3 separate regions of the Mus musculus genome follow, and all the other regions are linked to region 3. Evidence: chromatin contacts called from public Hi-C data. All regions are on one chromosome and are shown on one strand. The core of a region is the stretch at or near the end of the contact, and the rest is flanking DNA. Distances in the headings are between cores, read along the strand shown.

Region 1 (2,843 bases), core at 169-2,668, 370 kb before region 3:
GAGGCCCCCTCCCCCAACCCCATTCATATCAGAGCCAGGGACACAGTAAATGATTGACATTTAAAGTGTCCGGATTTGGGTGTTGTTTTTACACAGTAGTCAAGGCTTCCTTTATTTAAGTCAAGCCCAGTCGTTATTTACGTTCTTATTTTTTGCTAGTAAAAATGGCGCTTGCTGGGGAGATGACTCAGCGGTGAAGTGGTTGCTGAGCAAGTGTAAGGAATGGGTTCAGATCCTCAAGGCTGTGTAAACACTGGGCATGGCTGTACACATCTACAATCCAAGGAAAGGGGGTAACCGGGAGGCTCTGGGGACTCGTGGGCTGCTAGGGTTGTAAATGGTGATCTCTAGATTCAGTGTGAGACCCTAGCCTAAGAACATAAAGTGAACAAGAAACTGAGGAAATATCTCAACATCAACCTCTGGTCTCCATATATAACCACACAGGTGAATAATGCCCCCATCCTCAACACACACACACACACACACACACACAGACATACACATACATATACACAATACACACACACACAGACATACACACAAACACACACACATATATACACACACATAGACACATACACACACATACACACAGACATACACACACAGACATACACACAAAAATAAACACATACCTACACATACACATAGACACACAGACACACACATACAAAAACACACACATATACACACACATAGACACATGCACAACACACTCACAGACACACAGACACATACATATACACACAGACACACACACTCAAAACAACAGATATACACACATACACACTCAGACAGACAGGCAAACACACACATATACACACAGAAACACACATATATACACTTACACACATATACACACAAATAAACACACACAGACACACAGAGAGACAAATACACACAAGACACACAGAGATACATAGAGACATACACAGACACACACAGAGACACATACATACACACATACACACACATACAGACACACAGACACACACATACATACATACATACATACTCACACAGACATACACACACACACACACACTCACATTCACACGACACACAGACACTCAGATACTTACATAGACACACACACACACACACACACACACGCACACACACACTGAAGCTTGGTAGTGTGAGCCTTAAGTTTCACAATCACTCCTGGTGGAGATGAGCACAAGATATGATTTAAAGAACTTGTCTCCAGCACAAGGAGAACATGGTCAGTGTGGAGAATACCTGATGGCATCTGACTTCCAGCCCAGGAGGCAGGTAGAAAGCATGAGGCCTGATGTCAGCCCCCTGGAGAGGAGATGGGGAGGAGGCAGGGGACAAACTAGTAAGGCTGTCTCTGCATCTGCAGCGAGCCTGTGTCTATCAGTCAAGGAGGGACCACGTCCTCAACACAGAGATTCAGCAGGGGATGAAACAGATGGTTCCTGTCACTTGAGGTCTCTCCAAATAAGTAAACCATGCAGTGTGTCAGACACTGACGGCTTCTCTGGAGAAAACCAGTGAAAGGGGGGAGGGGCTGAGAGCACCTGTGGTTTGCCAGTTTAGGAGGGAAGTCCTTCCTGAAAAGATAAGAGTGATTAATGACTCAAAAGCAGGGGGTAGGGAGGAGGGGAAAGAGAGAGGAGGGGAAGAGAGGGGGAGGGGAAGGTAGAAGGGAAGAGGAAGGGGAAGATAGAGGAGGAGATAGAAGGGGGGGTACAAGGAGAGGGAGAATGAGAGAGAAACAATGGTGTGTATGTTGGACACAAAAGTCGAGAGCAAGTGCCAAGGCTCCCAGACAAGAACATTTATGAGTGTTGAGGGAGCAGCAAAGACAGCCAAGTGGCAAACAGGGAGTGACTGGGGGTATTGCAATGGTGGGGCTCTCTGCCTGTGTGGCAGTCTGTGTCAAAGGTTGGCGGCTTAGCTTCACCCTGTTCATAAGTCTACAAGATGGGCATAGCTTGGTGGGGGCAACTTGTCTCTATTCCATGGGACATTAGCTGGGATAGCCTTGGAACGTACATGTTGGCTATAAACTGGAAGCTCTGTGTGGAACTATTAGCTGGGGACCTCCATCCTATCTATGTAGGATGCTCCCCAGGCTAAGACTGCCTTACCCATGGTAGCCATGTCCCAGGGGCAAGTGTTCCACATGACAGGCCACAGAAGCTGCCAGAACCTGTTCGTGAAAGAGGTCATGAAGGCCAGAAAGGGAGGTCTCCTGCCTCTCACTGGGAGGCATGGCAACTAAGTTAAATATCATATTTTAAAACTGTTATAGAGAACACATATCTTTAATACCAGCAGTCAGGAGGCAGAGGCAGCCTGATTTCTTTGAGTTCAAGGCTAGCCTGGTCTACATGGTAAATTAAAGGCCAGCCAAAGCTGAGACCCTGTCTCAAAACCAAACCAAACCAAACCAAACCAAACCAAACCAAACCAAACCAAACCAAACCAAACCCCAAATCTTCTTTCCTGGAACTTTTTGAGCATGGCTGTAATTAAGTGTAGGGTAGGTATTTGCATCCAATGCTCTGCTATCCCCAATATCATTTGGAAAATCTGTCAGGCTGGAGAAGTAGCTTAGCAGTGAACAACACTTGCTGCTTTAGCAGAGGACCCAGGTTCCGTTCCCAGAACCCACATGGCAGCTCACAACTCTCTGTACTTCAGTTCCAGCGGATCCAACACCCTCTTCTGAGCTCTATAGGAATCCAGCATACCTGTAGTGCACAGACATACATGCAGGCAAGCACTTGTATATATAAAATTACAAGTAATTAAATCACTTTAAAATTGACGTAGAGAAGGGAAAAGAAAAAGGGATGCATACACACAAG
Region 2 (3,222 bases), core at 299-2,798, 260 kb after region 3:
CACATAAGACCAGCTGAAACACCTAACCTTGGGGGACTGAGCAACTACTAGATTCTTGAACTTCCCATTCACAGCTGCCCATTGTTGTGTTAGTTGGACTAAAGATTGTAAGTCATTACAAGAAATTCCTTTTATAGAGAGAGACATTCCATAAGTTCTGTGACTCTAGAGAATCCTCAGTAACACACAGGTCTTGGCAAAAGAGATGGCTCATTAGTTAAGAGTGTATTCTGCTCTTGCAGAGGACCCAAGTTCAATTTCCATCCACACTCAATTGAGTGGCTCAAAATGACCTTTGACTTCAGCTCCAGTCACACTCAGCAGCTCACAATGGCCTCTAACCTCAGCATCAGTGGATCCAAGACTTCTGACCTCTGCAGGTACATAGTATACTCACTTACACATACCTACACATGTACACACACCACAACACACACACACACACACACCATACCACACACACACACCAAACACACCATACCACACACACACTAGCGTAAAAATCCCTTTTTTACAAGAGAAATTCTAGACTCTACAATAAGCTGCAAGCAAGCCTGACAGCCTCTGCCCCCAGAGAGAGACACTGCCTTTGTAACTCTAACAGTGCTGTCCTGTGCTGTGGGGGAGGCACTATAGACACAATGCAGCGGTTTTATCGTCTGTAATAATTGCTGAATCCCAGGGCCTAAACCAATGCCCTGCTCAGTACAGTTGAAACCTGGAGGGATAAGTGTGGAAAGAGATATGCAGATGCCTTGGAACTGTCCGGAACTAGAACAAAGATAGCATCTGAAATAGACAAAGCTGCCAGCTCCCAGCCCTCGGCCCCTTGCCTATGTGTATTCCCCACATGCGGAAAAGCTTCAGCTTCATCGGGTGCACTCAGTGAACAGCACTCAGCTAGCAGCACTCAGCGAGCAGCACTCAGCGAGCAGCACTCAGCGAGCAGCACTCAGTGAACAGCACTCAGCGAGCAGCACTCTGGGTTCTTACACTACCTTACACTTCTCATTACTCCAAGCAAGGCGTGTGGTCTCCAACCGCGATGTTCTATCCTGCTGTTCTATGTGATGTAATGGTCCCCTTGGATCATGAGCTGGTTGGAAAAAAGTCTGCAAGCTTCCTCATTTAGGCCTACACATTTTAGAGATCAACTACACAAAGAGGAGTCTGTTCTATAATAAATATTCTTGGAGAGAATTAATTTTAAAAATGGCTTCCTGTGGCTGGCCTAGCACCGTGCTCTCATGGGAAAACCAAACACAGCCTTTTGAGGGAGGAAGAAAAGAGGTGTGATCATCCCAGACTCATGAGGATGCATTCACTCTGGAAGTGGCTCTGTATACACCTGATTCAACCGGGAGCCCGTTGGGAGAGCCAGCTAAACAAAACATGCGTGAGACGACAGAAGAGCCAAGCCCAGGCCCACAAAAGCCTCCTTTTATTTCAGCTTCATCCTGATCAGGCTTCCAACTTACATAGACCAAACCAATCTCCAGCCCAGTCTCTGCAGAGAAAAGCCTGGTTCTGATTCTGTTTGGAGCAGTTCGTGTGAAATGTGATGAAATTCAAAACAGACAGGATGCACAAGCTCCAGGGGGAAGTCATTAATACCCATGAACAATGATGAAGCAAAATGCCATCTGCCGGGCTAATGTGGCAAAGCTTTTAAAAATTCCAATTAGCCTATAAACCAGAATTGGGGCAGGGGAAGCAAATATGTTCCCCTCATCTGTCCTCAACGTCTCCCTCCTCTTTGTATGAATGATGGACCATTACTGGCATATGAACTTAGTTGGGAAGTTATCGCCATTATACTTTAGGACGTGGGTGCTACTCATGTCTCCAGGTGGGACAGGATGCTATAGACAGCTAATTAAGAACACACATATACTTTCACACACATTTTCCTATGAGATGAAACAATTGTCTCTATTATAAACACTGCTACCATTATATGCTGTTGGATTTAGCCTTTATGTGTATTTGGAGTTGAAGATAATGAAACATTTCTGTTGCTGTTATCCTGAGGGAAATTGCCAGGCTTATGATGGATTCTCATAGGGTAGGCCATTTTCCTGAGTTGCTTTTCATGAAGCACGCCACTATTAAAATCACAATGGCCATTATTAGACCTGGTGTATTTCAGCCTGAAAAAGAAAGGCTCTGATTACAAACACATAGAGTAGTTTCTCCAGGCTGAACTTGTCCATCACTTGTCTTTGAAAAATCAAAGGATCCAGGCAAGCTACTTCTGCATGCTGATATTCTCAGTATCTCTTGCTTTCTTTCTGGCTCATCATGCAAATAATAGTGGAATTCATATATTTGGAATTGCTAATCCTAGTGCTATCGTTACATTAGTCTTGGGGTCCTTCGTTTCTACACCTATGAGATGTCTTCCCTGCCTTGGTAGGAATATTTAAAAGCTTATTGCAAGACTCAAAAGAAGTGTAAATGGTACATTTTAGAAGTTTTTAATCCCCTAATTAAAAAAAAAAACGAAAACACTAGAGCAGATAAATTAGACAGGACTGTCTGTTAGAGGACGGAACTGTGTAGCTGCTGTTCAGACAGACATGTTATTATTCCCAGGAATCCAGCTCCTTCCTGGGCTGAACCAAGGTGGAGCCAATACTCAATGAACAGCCTTGTGCTGAAGGATACAGGCCTGGATCTGTAGGCGGTCTCACTCTGAGGTCATTTGGCTATCTGAAATTGGGAGTTATTCTGAAACAGGGGGCCTATTTTCCAATTATTAAGAGAATAATCTGCATTAATTAATTGCACTAATTTATCTGATGAGATACCAGGAGGCTGTCGAATGTGAAGCACATAAACCTGCCTGCACGTAACAGAGGATGCTCAAGCACAGCACAGGTGATGGCGCAGGGATGCAGGCTCATCAGTGTACATGCTGATAGGTTACCATAGAGACGGGGAAGCTACTCGTGTGTGATGCCAACTGGGATATGGGAGATCTCCAGTTTCCACTCAAATGTCCTGTAAGCCGAAAACTGCTTTACTAACTAGTGAGTCTATTCAGAAAAGAAGGAGAGGAGGAGGAGGAGGACGACGAGGAGGGGGAGGAGGGGGAGGAGGGGGAGGAGGAGGAAAAGATGGCCATTGTGCTAGATGTCTATGATACCAGTACTTTGGAGGCTGAAGCAGGAGAATCAGAAAGCCCAATGCCAACCAGAGCTATACAACAAGATCCTGCCT
Region 3 (2,926 bases), core at 247-2,746:
CCGTGGATGGGCTCTGTGTGCACCGTGGATGGACGGTGTGTGCACCGTGGATGGACTGTGTGTGCACCGTGGATGGACTGTGTGTGCACCGTGGATGGACTGTGTGTGCACCGTGGATGGGCTCTGTGTGCACCGTGGATGGGCTCTGTGTGCACCGTGAATGGACTGTGTGTGCACCGTGGATGGACTGTGTGTGCACCGTGGATGGACTGTGTGTGCATAAATGAATACGCTGTGAGATTAAAGCTTGACACACTTGATTATATCAACTTTAAGGACTTCTCAAACAAAAGATAGGATAATAAGGTTCAAACAGAATTAAAAGGAAAAAAAAGATACTGGCAATGTCTGAAAGTCATCAAGGACTAATTTCTAAATTCTAGAATATTCAAGAAACTCCTGCAAAACAAGATTTTTAAAAGGAAAAAAAAATAAGACAAAAATCAGCAAAGCTTTGGGGAAACAGACGAGAGAACAGCAACAGGCAGTTAACGGAAAAAGAAACCCCCGAGCCTAAGAGGCAGAGATAAAGCTGCTGAAGACACTGAAGACAGACCAACTCAGCAGAGAAGATGCCGCTATTACAGAAAGAGAGGACAGTTAATGTCAAGTGCTGAGATGTGGCAATAGGAGCCCGGTCCACTACTGGTGGGACTTTTGACTGGTCCAGCTTGATAAAATCAAGTTAAATTCCCAAGAATTTACAGATCACTGCTCTGCTCCCCCTGGTAGAAATCAGCAGGACTTTGTTACCCAGGGTCATGAAGATCAGGGGTGAGAATGTTTATCGCAGTATATATAAGCTGACCAGAAACAAACCTGTGTGCACGTCACGGGAGAGACAGAAAGGCAAATTTTGTTATGTGAAGTTGATATATGTACAGGTAGATGGGCTACACGGCTAGATTTAACCTCAGGCAGGCCTGCACCTTAAAAACGTAGTGGCAGGCGATGAAGCATGAAGTACAGTAAATCTTATGTGCAGTACATAAAGTGAATTTAAATGTATACATGTATAAAATAAGCATTTTCTGAGAACCCATGCATGAGAAAAGATACATGATATATGCCAGAGCAAGACTGTCCACAGCATTAAAGGAAAAGGGGTAGAAGTGAGGAAGGGGAGAAGCTTGGAGAATCCTTCTTCCTGGGGGAGGACTCTTTGCTCATAGCTCTAATTATTTCTATGGATTGAATTCCTTAAAGCGAGATGACTACTACATCAGGTTATGAGAGGATAGGAAAGCAATGGGATCCTCCCCCCAACTGAAGAGTCTCTCTAGTAGATGGTTTTCATCTTCTGCTTTTGAGCTTAGAACTTGGGGCTGCCTCCCACCCCCACGTCCCAGAGCAGTGACAGCCTTTCCCTGACTGAGCTGAGAGATAAGAAGGCGGCTGTTCTGAGATGCGGTTGCTGATGGGTTGGAGTGGAGTCAGGTCCTGTGTGCCTAGATTATCTCAAGACAACACATTAGCCTGGCACGTTAGAGTCATGGGATCTTGAGCGAATCGAAGGGAGTCCCCACTGCAATCTTCTGAACATACTGGGAAGGTAGGGGAGCCTGGCCTAGGATCTCTCAGCATGGCCGCTGAGTTGCTAAGGGCCAGGCTCTGCAGCTAGCATGTGAGTTAGCATCCTGGTTCCCTCACCTCTGGGCTGAATGACTGCGGTCAGCATTTCATCAATTCCTGTTTCCACACCTCTGCAAGGGGTACATGCAGGTGCCACAGAACAGTTTCTGTGTGCCTGAAGTGAGATCCTATCGGGAGATTGACAGCCAGGAGCCGGGGTGGCATGAGTCTCCTGTGAAGCCTTTTCTTCTTTCTGCCAACTTCAGGGGAAAATGCTTTGCATAGATATACAGGTGGACCTGAGTGTTTCCTGAGAATCCCAACTATGCAAATACCGTGAGTCAGCAGGCAGGAAGGACAGGGGCAAGCCAGTGCACACCCCTGCATCAGGTTCTTTTCTTTTCAACACCAGGAGGGGCCATGATGGCTTGTGTGATTCCAGGTTTAAAGGCCCCAGCTTATCTGAGAAGCACTCAATGCTTGAATCACATCAAAACAAGTTTACAATGTAAAGAAAAACAGATCCTATAACAATGAGCAAATAACCTCTGCCTCTTCCCTAGGAGGCTTGGACACAGCCTTGCTTCAGGTTGGTCTTCCTTGGGCCATAAAAGTATTTGTGTGACTTACTGATTTGAATTTAGTGCCTGCCCAGGGGGTTCCAGTTGATGCTATTGCCCAGCTGGGTCCAGGTGAGGACAGGAGAGTGCCCCTGGAAAAGAGAAGGGGTTAAAATGACCAAGGACTTGTCTGGGAGAAGCTGTGTGTACTTCTGGAACAGGGCCTTCTCTCAGCTGAGAGTTGCCAGCTCTGGTTTCAGGAGGAGACCTGAGACAAAAGGGGGCCTTTGTGAAGGGTGGTGTTTATTTTATACTAGGGTCTGGGATTTGGTTCCTGTTTGGCTTTCTGAGGACTCCTTGTCAGGATTAACGAAGTCCATCCAAACATTTTCAAGGATACAGACTCTAGAAAAAGACACTTGTCCCCAAGCGCTGTTTACTTTAATAATACCCACACAGTTCTTGCCAACTGACCTCAGCACAAAGCCATTCTCCTGCCGATGCCTGGCGAACTTGGACCTCGCAAGTGTGACCTTGATGCTTTTGAACACAGGACCATTTCAGGATGAGCACTGGACAAAAAACCCATAAACAATGCAACTTTAAAGGGAGGTACTTTTATTTATGTATTATTTTATGTATTTATTTATGGTATTTGGTTTTGGCTTTGGGAGACAGGGTTTTTCTATTTAGCCTAGGCTGTCCTGAGAACTCACTCTGTAGACCAGGCTAACCTTGAGCTCGCAGAGATCTGTCTACCTCTGCCTCCTGAGTGCTGGGACTAAAGGCGTGCT

Evidence for each region. Hi-C and Micro-C count contacts between places; a contact is called where the count stands out from the background.
Region 1: a contact with region 3 is called in a Hi-C map of the G1E-ER4 cell line, with 2.2 times the contacts expected there. The contact joins two enhancer-like sites. A contact is called at or near these places in 5 of 484 Hi-C or Micro-C datasets (the G1E-ER4 cell line, the HL-1 cell line, the HPC-7 cell line and 2 more), 6 of 115 datasets of contacts at active chromatin or transcription factors (acute myeloid leukemia, bone marrow-derived macrophages, embryonic stem cells and 2 more) and 1 of 9 other capture datasets (embryonic stem cells).
Region 2: a Hi-C map of the HPC-7 cell line shows a contact between it and region 3, with 3 times the contacts expected there. The contact joins two enhancer-like sites. A contact is called at or near these places in 5 of 484 Hi-C or Micro-C datasets (the G1E-ER4 cell line, the HPC-7 cell line, embryonic stem cells and 1 more) and 1 of 9 other capture datasets (embryonic stem cells).

The regions. Positions count from the first base shown.
Region 1 is chr5:75,829,091-75,831,933 of GRCm38.p6, reverse strand. No RefSeq gene overlaps it. Among named protein-coding and RNA genes, the nearest start is that of Gm32727, 150 kb to the left of the region's middle. Within about 2 kb of position 1,418, at least 59 of the 459 cell types and tissues checked have an H3K27ac peak or open chromatin away from gene starts, as enhancers often do. A contact at or near this core is called in the G1E-ER4 cell line and the HPC-7 cell line, where this site is marked.
Region 2 is chr5:75,198,302-75,201,523 of GRCm38.p6, reverse strand. No RefSeq gene overlaps it. Among named protein-coding and RNA genes, the nearest start is that of Mir7025, 23 kb to the right of the region's middle. Within about 2 kb of position 1,548, at least 9 of the 459 cell types and tissues checked have an H3K27ac peak or open chromatin away from gene starts, as enhancers often do. A contact at or near this core is called in the HPC-7 cell line, where this site is marked.
Region 3 is chr5:75,459,166-75,462,091 of GRCm38.p6, reverse strand. No RefSeq gene overlaps it. Among named protein-coding and RNA genes, the nearest start is that of Gm24502, 100 kb to the left of the region's middle. Within about 2 kb of position 1,496, at least 33 of the 459 cell types and tissues checked have an H3K27ac peak or open chromatin away from gene starts, as enhancers often do. A contact at or near this core is called in the G1E-ER4 cell line and the HPC-7 cell line, where this site is marked.